3 separate regions of the Mus musculus genome follow, and all the other regions are linked to region 1. A link is a contact called in public HiChIP or PLAC-seq and promoter capture Hi-C data. All regions are on one chromosome and are shown on one strand. The core of a region is the stretch at or near the end of the contact, and the rest is flanking DNA. Distances in the headings are between cores, read along the strand shown.

The links. Promoter capture Hi-C pulls out the DNA fragments that hold promoters and counts their contacts. HiChIP or PLAC-seq counts read pairs in DNA pulled down with a chosen protein or histone mark.
Region 2: a CTCF HiChIP or PLAC-seq map of the NIH/3T3 cell line shows a contact between it and region 1, with 7 read pairs. The contact joins the enhancer-like site here to the promoter of 9330175M20Rik in region 1. A contact is called at or near these places in 1 of 15 datasets of contacts at CTCF or cohesin (the NIH/3T3 cell line), 5 of 484 Hi-C or Micro-C datasets (cortical neurons, embryonic stem cells, frontal cortex and 1 more) and 1 of 115 datasets of contacts at active chromatin or transcription factors (neural progenitor cells).
Region 3: a promoter capture Hi-C map of hippocampal neurons shows a contact between it and region 1, with 3 times the contacts expected there. The contact joins the enhancer-like site here to the promoter of 9330175M20Rik in region 1. A contact is called at or near these places in 3 of 39 promoter capture datasets (the SN4741 cell line, hippocampal neurons and liver), 2 of 484 Hi-C or Micro-C datasets (embryonic stem cells and muscle stem cells) and 9 of 115 datasets of contacts at active chromatin or transcription factors (astrocytes, differentiating embryonic stem cells, embryonic basal ganglia and 6 more).

The regions. Positions count from the first base shown.
Region 1 is chr1:51,332,358-51,335,422 of GRCm38.p6, reverse strand. 9330175M20Rik (RIKEN cDNA 9330175M20 gene) reads left to right here and starts at 1,644. Exons shown (of 5, transcript NR_045151.2): 1 at 1,644-1,739.
Region 2 is chr1:51,063,829-51,066,940 of GRCm38.p6, reverse strand. All of the region lies in intron 4 of Tmeff2 (transmembrane protein with EGF-like and two follistatin-like domains 2), which reads right to left. Among named protein-coding and RNA genes, the nearest start is that of Tmeff2, 140 kb to the right of the region's middle. Within about 2 kb of position 1,445, at least 22 of the 459 cell types and tissues checked have an H3K27ac peak or open chromatin away from gene starts, as enhancers often do. A contact at or near this core is called in the NIH/3T3 cell line, where this site is marked.
Region 3 is chr1:50,979,391-50,982,551 of GRCm38.p6, reverse strand. All of the region lies in intron 4 of Tmeff2 (transmembrane protein with EGF-like and two follistatin-like domains 2), which reads right to left. Among named protein-coding and RNA genes, the nearest start is that of Tmeff2, 53 kb to the right of the region's middle. Within about 2 kb of position 1,786, at least 21 of the 459 cell types and tissues checked have an H3K27ac peak or open chromatin away from gene starts, as enhancers often do. A contact at or near this core is called in hippocampal neurons and muscle stem cells, where this site is marked.

The DNA.
Region 1 (3,065 bases), core at 395-2,894:
ACATACTTCCTTGGAAACTGTACTCAAGACTCTGTTATCCAGTGTTTACTTGTAAGCTTATGAGGTTGTAGTGTGGAAGGGGTGATGGGCAGCGGTGGTGGCTGGACACAGAGTTCTCTGAACATTTCAAATATTTAGGACAGTCAGCAACTAGCTGGGAGAGTGATCCTGTCCATGGGGCCCATCAGTTTATCTGGACTCATGACTGCCACAGCTTGTAGAGACCTGCAGCATGCAGCTTGTCTCTGCCTTACCACTTCTCTCCCAGAGGAACAAAGCAAAACCAAGACATTTTGCTTAAAGGCCATTGTTGTCTAATGGTGGGCATGGTGGTGTGAGTGACATAAAAAGCTCTCTAAATAAGTAAAAATTCGAAAGCCTTTTTATAAAATGTTCTATTACACAATGACTACGTGCTAACTTGGAGAAAATGAAATTGTAGGCAATTAAAAAAATAAAAACAAATGAACAAACGAACGAGCAAACAAAAACAACCCACAAGTCATGTTGAAGAAGGAAGATGTGCTAAGTAAGGGCTCCTTTATTCCCGGAGAGTTTGGTATCCCGAGGCCTGTGGTGACAGTAACAGAAAGTCTAAAGTGGTAAGATTGAGCACACACTATAAAATGGGGAGGGTTTTATAGTGGCTAGATTTTATTTGCTTATAAAGCCTCTATCCTTTCTGCCTCTTAAGAACACTTGTTGCCACGTTAGAGCATCCAGACATAATGTAAGGTAAACCCCGAGGAAAACATGCAAAACGCTGCTCAGAGGGTTCTGAAAGCCTACGGTTCCTTTTCTCACTTAATGCAACTGGGGCTTTGCTTTCCCTGAACAAGACAAGTGCCTGTGGTTTTCCTCCCTAAGATCTGCAGGAGGAGGCTGTTTTTAGCTGAGAGCTGCTGCTTTGCCTATCACTGAAGTGCTGGTTGTAGGATGCCTGGGAGAGAAGGCATCTGGAGAGGAGGAAGGCGGAAGCAAAATGCGTGTAGGGAGCTCAGGGCTAACAAGGCAATGTGCTAGGGATGTACTCCTGAAGCAAGGGCAGCTTGGAGGCAGGCAGATGGGGGGGGGGCGCTTTGGCAGTCTTTAGCCTCTTAGGTTCTTTCATTTGTTTGTTATTCTAGGGAGCTCTGATTTATTTGTATCATTTTACTGATATTGGGAGGTTAAAAATATGTTTCCGTGTGTATAGCAATTAACAGCAGGCTCTGCACAGTGGAATATTCCAGGATTTAGGAGACTGCTAGACTTTTATTGGTTCCAGCCAGCAGATGGCGGTAGTGTACCATAAAAGAGCACACAGGGTTCGCCCAGTGAAGCCGGGAGGTTCAGTTTTGTTTTGCTTTGTTATTTAAGCTCGACAATACCCATCTATATATCCTGTGGGCGCACAGTGTTTGAGCCTCGTCTAATCTTAAACTTGTTTTATGATGATATCATTATTTTTTACTGCTACAAATTAACTGTCGGTTTCAATCTACCCCATATTTCAGCTGCCTTGGGGGGATCATCTTGTCAGTTGTGTGGCTTTCCAATTTTATGACTGAGATCAAGAGTGATTCCTTAAAGGCACATGGGAAACAATGAAATGTGGGGCAGTGACTGTGAGCTCCGTTTGGTGGCCACTCCCGGAGGTGATCAGGAACGGTACAGAAGGACAAGCACGCCACGAAGCCCACAGCTCCGTCTGAAAAGTGACTGCCTTGACATTTACCCAGGCTCAGCCACTCGTTTAGGTATGGTCCTGACTTACTATCAATGGAGTAAAGCGGGGCTGCATGAATCCCAACATTATCTTATAGCGTTATATTCAAACACAGGAGAAAGTAGAGATTCTAGGGCACGAATATCTTTGATGATACACAGGAAGTTGTCTTCTTTCGCAGGGACAAAAAGCACCCGCATCCAATCACCTATTTACTCTCCCTTGAGTGGGATGCTTTCTGGGAGCCTACTGGGTGTTTGCCCTTGTGTGAAAAGTCCTTGTGAACCTACCGGCAAGAAGCTCTTGATTGCTGCCTAATCTTTTCTTGAAGCGTAAGGGCAAAAGAGATTAGGATCCTCTTGATAGAGTTGGCAGAGCACCATTGATTGATGATAAACTTGAAGGAGAAAGGGGTCATATTCCAGCTTGCCCCAGTCAAAGATTTCCGACAGACAGCAGCCCACTGTTGTAAATCTGTTGCCAGCCAGCACACTGTCCGTGGGTGTGCAGAGGCAGGGACAAAGCCCAGAGGCTGTGAAAAGACCCGGCTGCTCCTGAAATGCTGGGTGAACAGAGTAAGTGTGGGTTCAAGCTCCCTCCAAAGTCATCTGTTCTCTGCATAAGGGCTACTTTGGCTTTTTAAGCAATCTGTGACTCACTCGTCTCCTGCCACCCCACCTCCTAAACGTTCAGTCCCTATGCAATTGTTCTTAACCCTGTGTCTCTAAGTAAACCTAGAATTACTGGAGAATTTTCTTTTAAATAAGAATGCTTTAACCCCAGCTTCTAGAACTAGATGGTCCTTATTAGAATAAATAAGAATGGCTACCCTACAGCATGCCCAATATGAGTTAGGTCTCTTCCTAATGTGTGTGTGTGCGTGTGTGTATAGATCTCTTTATGTCTTTTTTTTTTTCAGATGTCTTTCTCAATTACTTCACCTTATTTTTTGAAACAGGCCTCTCACTGACTCTAGGACTCATTCTTTTGACTAAACTAGCTGGCCAGAAATCCCTAGGACTGCATCTGCCTCCCCAGTACTGGGATTACTAATGGATGCTGCTGCTGGACCCTACTGTTTCACATGGGTGCTGGAGAATCTGAATTCAGCTCCTTATACTTATTTGGCAGGTACATACTTTCTTGACTGGGCCATCTCTCCAGCCCCAATTTTAATTTTTATGGCACTCATTCAACACGAATGTATTGCTTGTACTCTTTCTATATGACCCGAAGCTTAAAGGTTGATGGCTTTTCCTACTAAAGGCCAAATTGGAAACAAAAGGAGGATGTTTGTGCCCCTCCCTCTTTGTGGTACTCTGACTTTAAAGACAATGTTTGCTGTAACACTGCTCTG
Region 2 (3,112 bases), core at 196-2,695, 270 kb after region 1:
GGTTTTCCTTTCATGACTTTTATTTTTATGTCACGTTTAGAAAGACTTCTACTCAAAGGTTTTACCTCTCTGCTTTTATAAATGTTAAGGTTTAGTTTTAAGCTCAGGTTTTTGATCGACCTCAAATTGAATTTCGTGTTTCATGTGAAGACTGAGAATCTTTCTCCCCCAAGTGTGATTTTCTCTTGATCTGTAAGTGTGACAAGATGCATTAATTTTCACATGTTAAACTAACCTTACACTCTTGGGAAAAATGAAGCCTGATTTAGTATATTGACTTCTTAATATGTTACTGGACTATGTTCAGCATTTCCGTACTTGTTATGCTTTGTTGTAACTTTAATTTTCTTTTCTAGTGTTCTGCATACTTCGTTTAGGAGTATACAGAGTCTACACTGAAAAGAGACAGAAGTGTAGGAAGAGGATGCCTTGTCCACTGCTTGTTATTATCCAGTATAGATGTACTAGAATGACTTCTATCATAAATTTGACTTTTTTTTTGCATGATGGAACATAATTCTCTCATTTTAGTGAGTTCTGCTTTTACTTTTATTCTTTCCTTTGTGCTACATTCTTAGGATGTAGTTCATTATGTTTCAAATTCATTAACACCTTATTTTCTAATAGAGGTACTATAGGCTAATCTCCAAACACAAGTTGCATTAACTGTTCCCTACACATCCTGACATCTCTGTATTTCCCTTGAAATATCCATTTTTATGCATCCTTTGAAGTTTCTTCTGTAACCCATGGATTACTTACTATTTTGTTTCTGATTCCAATATTTAAGCATCTTTAAAGGTTTATTGTTTTACTTTTTGGTTTATTAATTCAATTCAATACTTTATTTTGTCATGAATAGAAACATTATTTAATATTTTCAAATTTATTAAATATTGTTTTACAGTTCAAGACAAGGTCTATGTAGCACCTTGGGAATTACAACTTGCTTCTTCGAAAATGTATGTAGCTCTTGTGGGGAATAATTTCTTACTGATGTTAAGTAGCTCATGACTGATAGTGTTACTCAGCGTCTGTATAAATGTGGTGGTTTTGGTTTCTATGGTATCTGCTAGTGAGAAGAACACAGAAATCCATATTGGTGACTGTAAGGTTGCTTCTTGTTCTTTGTGTTTTGACTAATCTTCTGAAATGTCTCTGGAATGTAGTAAGACTCTCCAATCATGAGTCACCTGACTTTTCTATTCCTATCACCTGATTTCTTTTGCTTTGTTTCAAATTTAGTATACCTAATCTCTTTCTTTCAGTTTGTTTAAGAGTCTCTCTTTAAGAATTGATTTTAATTTTTCATAAAAATTATTAAAAGGCATTTCTTGTAAACAACATATATTTGAGTCATTAAAAAAACCCCAGTTTGCGTAATTTTGTGTAAACACGAGTGTCCAGTCACTCATTCCACCTTAATGACTAGTATACAAACACTAGGTTTCAAAGCATGCTTGTGTTTGGTTCATATTTTCCATCATGACATTTTGTCCCTCTTTTCCATGTTGTGCTTTAATATTTGTTTATTTATTTTTGATGAATTAATAATTTTATAAACTTTGTTTTATTTTATCTCATCTAATGATTCTTGGGATGGAAGCTGCATTCCTTTATGTTATTACTTTGGTAGTTGCTCTGAAATAACAATATGGATCTTTAATAATTATGTTATCACCTTGTTTTAGCAATCATTGAGAGTACACTTCTAATGATTCTCTCCTAAGCTTTACACTGTTATGATCATATTTCTTTGTACCCTCATGATAAAAATTATGAACATATGGAAATTTACTTTAACGGCCATCCTGCTCTTTTCTGTTAGTTTAACTAGCAAAATGACAAATAATTCATTACTAATGCTCTGTCGATCATTCATAAATGGTTGACTTTTGACCTAGGTGTGCCCTAACTCTTAAAGATATGCCTGGAGTACACATTCTTCATGGAAAACACTCCTGGAAAAAATCATTTCCAGAGCAGTTTGCATCATTTGTATCCATTATTTCTTTCTTATTTCAGAATGAAAGAATTATATGCCTCATGTCATGGCTGTCTGACCTATATTTCTATGATGCCACACTTTGCATTCTGACATGAGCTGGCATTGAAATGTGAGAGCAACAGAGAACACACTGGCTTGAAGCTGTGAGAAAGCCATCATGTGCACTTGTACATTCTTGCTTTTTCTGTTTATATAAAGGACACATGATAAAATATGTGCTGTTCTTTCAGCCAGCTCCAGTATGAGAAGATGTATGGGCCAGGGCCACAGCTGACCACAGCAATGAAGGAAGAAATATGCCATAGACACTGCAAGCTTCTGAGATTCTGAAGTCATTTGTAACTGTAGCTTTACCTATGGAAAACAGACTAATAAATCACTGGCCGGTGTTATTAATAAATTCCAAAGTCACAAGCATTCTCACGCCTCAGATTCTGCTTGTTTTCCTTATCTACATAACACTTGGCCTACTTGCCTCCCTCGTAGCATGTATTTGTATCTTTCATCGTCTCCCTTTATTGCCAGCATATGCTCTACAATGGTTACACCATGTTTGCTCTGTTGCACTTTGATTTTCTTCCCAGATGATACTAACTTTGCCAGTCATTGTACAGCTTCCATTTTCTCTCCATGAAGCTTTAGGTCAGCATTTTGTTCTACATATAAGATGTGTTGTTTACATTAAGCATAGCATCAACATTAAAAATAACAGAAACATAGGCAAGTAAAAATATTCTGTGCATTGAGTGTCAAATGATCCTTTTAATTATCAGATAGTATAAAAAAAGATTTTGAGGTTGAAAATGTGACCCACAGGTCCAGTTTCAAGCCCACTCCAACTATTATGAACCTGGGGAAATATCGAATATTAGTTGTATTCTATGCAAACTCTAATATGATTAGTTTTGAACAATTATAACAGTGCTTTTCTCCTTCTATTTATAGTCAATAGGAACTTGATTCCAAAGTAATTCTTGATAGACTTTGAAGGTTTTTAAAAAATCTTTACCTATATAAAGAGTTAATAAATGATTTTATTCAGTGTATTTGTAATAACTGCCATCATCTTGTTACTAAATTACAAAAAATGATTTTTATTTTGGA
Region 3 (3,161 bases), core at 537-3,036, 350 kb after region 1:
AGCAGAGACTAATATCTCATAGTTCAAGCAAGGGCTAAGTCACAGAGGGCAGGCACCTGCTCTGGTGGACTTAAACTTAGCTTTTATTATCAGTCAACAGCTAAATTGTTATCCATGTATGCTACGTCTTAGTTGAACCTTAAGTGACCTTTTCATTTCTTCATAACCAATAGTAATTACTTTCGTGTGGTCAAAGAGAGGTCTGTCTCTGAGTTGCAACATCTCAATCATTAGCTATTGGTGGTTATGATTTTTCAAGCTGTAAGCAGTTTGCTTTCTTGTCTACATCTCTAAGGTAAAAATAAATAGTTACAATAGTGTATTAGCTCATGTTTTACAAAACTGCTTCAGTTGTGATATACATTTTTAATATAATAATCTGACTGCACTATGATGAAATGTTCTAGAATGAATGAACTCATAAAAATTCATTGGTAATGCCTGTTCCTCAATTAAGGAAAGTCTGTCTATGAAGCTTAGGAGAATTGCTTGTAATGAGTAGAAAGCTCAATCATGTTTCCCACAATTATTGCAGCTAACACTTGCATTTGGATTGTGCAGACTGTCAATTTAAGCTATCTTCCAAGGACAGGCTCTACTGACCTTCTGTGCATTGGTTCCCTCGAAAAGAAAAAGGTCCTGATTTGTAGGATTCTGTGACTATTTCATTTGGAAAATTTGCAAAGGAATTTGTCCAAATATAACAAGTATTTTGAAGAGTGTTCTTGATCTGAAAGGTTTCACGGTTTCACAGTTTTCTTACATTATGAATATCATGGAAGTGGAAAATGAGGTTACCAGAATTGTAATTATGTACTTGATTGACAGCCCATGGACAAACTTGAGATCTCTGTTCCCCCAGGCTTGCATTTCCTTTGCCTTGTCCTTCTTATACCTCATGCATTAAGGAATTGTGACAATTGCAGAACATCTCTGGGGTCCTTATTACACTGCCTGTGATCTCCCTGCCTAAGCAGAGCTGTGTGGTACATCGTGGATGATCAGATAGGCTTTTCACAAGGCAGTTTACTCTTTGTTAATATTGAAGAACGTTACAGCAAGTGATCTGAGGGAATCTAAATGGCCGAAAGACACATTTAAAATTATATATATATTTTGGTTCCAAGGCCATTGCAGAGTAAAAGCATGGTACAAAATTAATCTAGCCAGTTAGAGAGTGCAAGAAACACAAAGCATCTGCTGGCCGCCTCTGGAAGAAAACAGTGGCGTTTGTCTAGACTTCATGATTCATTTTTGGCATACGTTGTTACTGCTGGAAGCCAAATTATCACAGCCTCATCTAACAGATTACCTCCCAGGAAGATTTTTAAACATGTGTGGCTTTTTAAAAATTGAAACAAGTGTATTTTTAGATTATCTTCTGTGTCTAGGAGGTCCCTAAGATCCAAAACATCTCCATATATATATAAAACCAAAAAGACTGGCAATAATGAACTAGAGACCTGCTTATTTTTCTCCATCTCCCTGCACCACAAGCAAACAATCTTTTGATGCCCATGGCTTCTAAGCCTCTAATTTTGCTTTCAAATCCGGCTCATTGTCTTCTAGAGTTTGCTGAGTTGAAGGGAGCTGGGAACCCCAGAATGGCATCCAGAGGACGCTTTCTCCAGAAGCTCTTCCCAGCCTGGTGAGTGTATTTCAGTTTCACGTCAACATTTATTTTCTTCTGCAACTTAATTTGCACAGAAGCAAGCAGTACTCCTCTGCCTCCAAAAATACGTGTGAGTGGGTGTGTGTACAAGGAGAGGCTAGCAGAGTGAGTGGGGTGGGGGAAGCATTGAGGGAAGCTCAGCTTGTGCCTGTGCTTACCTTCAAACTTCTGTATGAGAATCAGGGCCGTGGAGCTCTTTTGTGAATGGGCTATTAGTGTTGCTATTTCTTAGGCAACAGAGTTCTGAATGTATGAGATTAAGACAGGGAAGAAGTAGAAGCAAGCACTGCATGAAGAGCCTGGGTTTCATTTATGAATTCCATCTCTACTACACCAGTAAACTCTCCTCTGCCTTGAAGCTAAGGGTGAAGGCAGTAAAGGATGCACATACTCCTGCGCAACAGTAAATGCACTAGACTGGAGTATGTCAGAACATCAGCTTCCCACCACAGATGCATGTAATAACAATTCCATTCTGCACTCACAACTATGTACTTTCACATGACTATAAGTTGATTCATCTATTGAACAAGTGATGCAATGAAGGCAAAATGCCACCTAGCCCATCACTAACTGCGTTCAGCTTTTGTTCCCTATGTGGTCTCTGCTGTACTCCCTAATCCAAAAGACTCATCACAGAACAATTCCTTGTAAGTCTCTGATGCCAATATTTTGTTGCCATTCACCTTTTGTGCTGATGTTAGTAAGCCCCACTTGTTTTGTTTATCTTGCATAAATAAAAATATACTATTAAAAATTTAGTTGTGTAAATCTCTTCCAAATGTAAAATCAGTTAACCTATTATATTTTTTAAAAAATACAGACAGGATAGTGAGACATAGACATTATTAATTATAAACTACAAGCTTACATTGACCAGAAAATTAATAGAAACTCTGGTGTAGCAAGTGCCAGACATGTCCTAGAAAATAGGGATCAATGTTGAAATCATCACAGTTCATTTGTCTTAAGTTTTTATTGTGCATCTTGGACAACACATTCAACTACTCCTTCCAACACTGTCCTGTCCAAGACTATTTACAAAGTTTAAGCAACAAACCTATGAAGCAGAGACCCGAGTGTGTGTGTGGTGTCTCCCATAGTGCACAATTAATTATTCCACAGCAGGACACAGAATAGCAATATCTTGCCTTTATGATACATGGACAGTTCTCTGCAACCCACTAAGTTTCCTTCTGGTTTGACTTTATTCCCCAAAGTGTCTCAGACTTAAGGAACTGGTATTGTTCCCTTCAACACAGTCCACTGTCTAAACAGTGCCTCACTGTTTATTTTTACATTGGCTCCTATGAAAATCCCCAGACAGTAAGCAGATGGTGGTGGCAAGAATCTTGTCTCTGTGATTCCCTTGGCAGCTTCTCTTTGTCTTGAGTTCCAGGTCCTCATTAGTCCATACGCTTGTAGAAAAGGCTCACTCCAGCATGTCAGGTTCGCATTTTCGTTCTTTTTAAGGAGATGAGTATTAGAT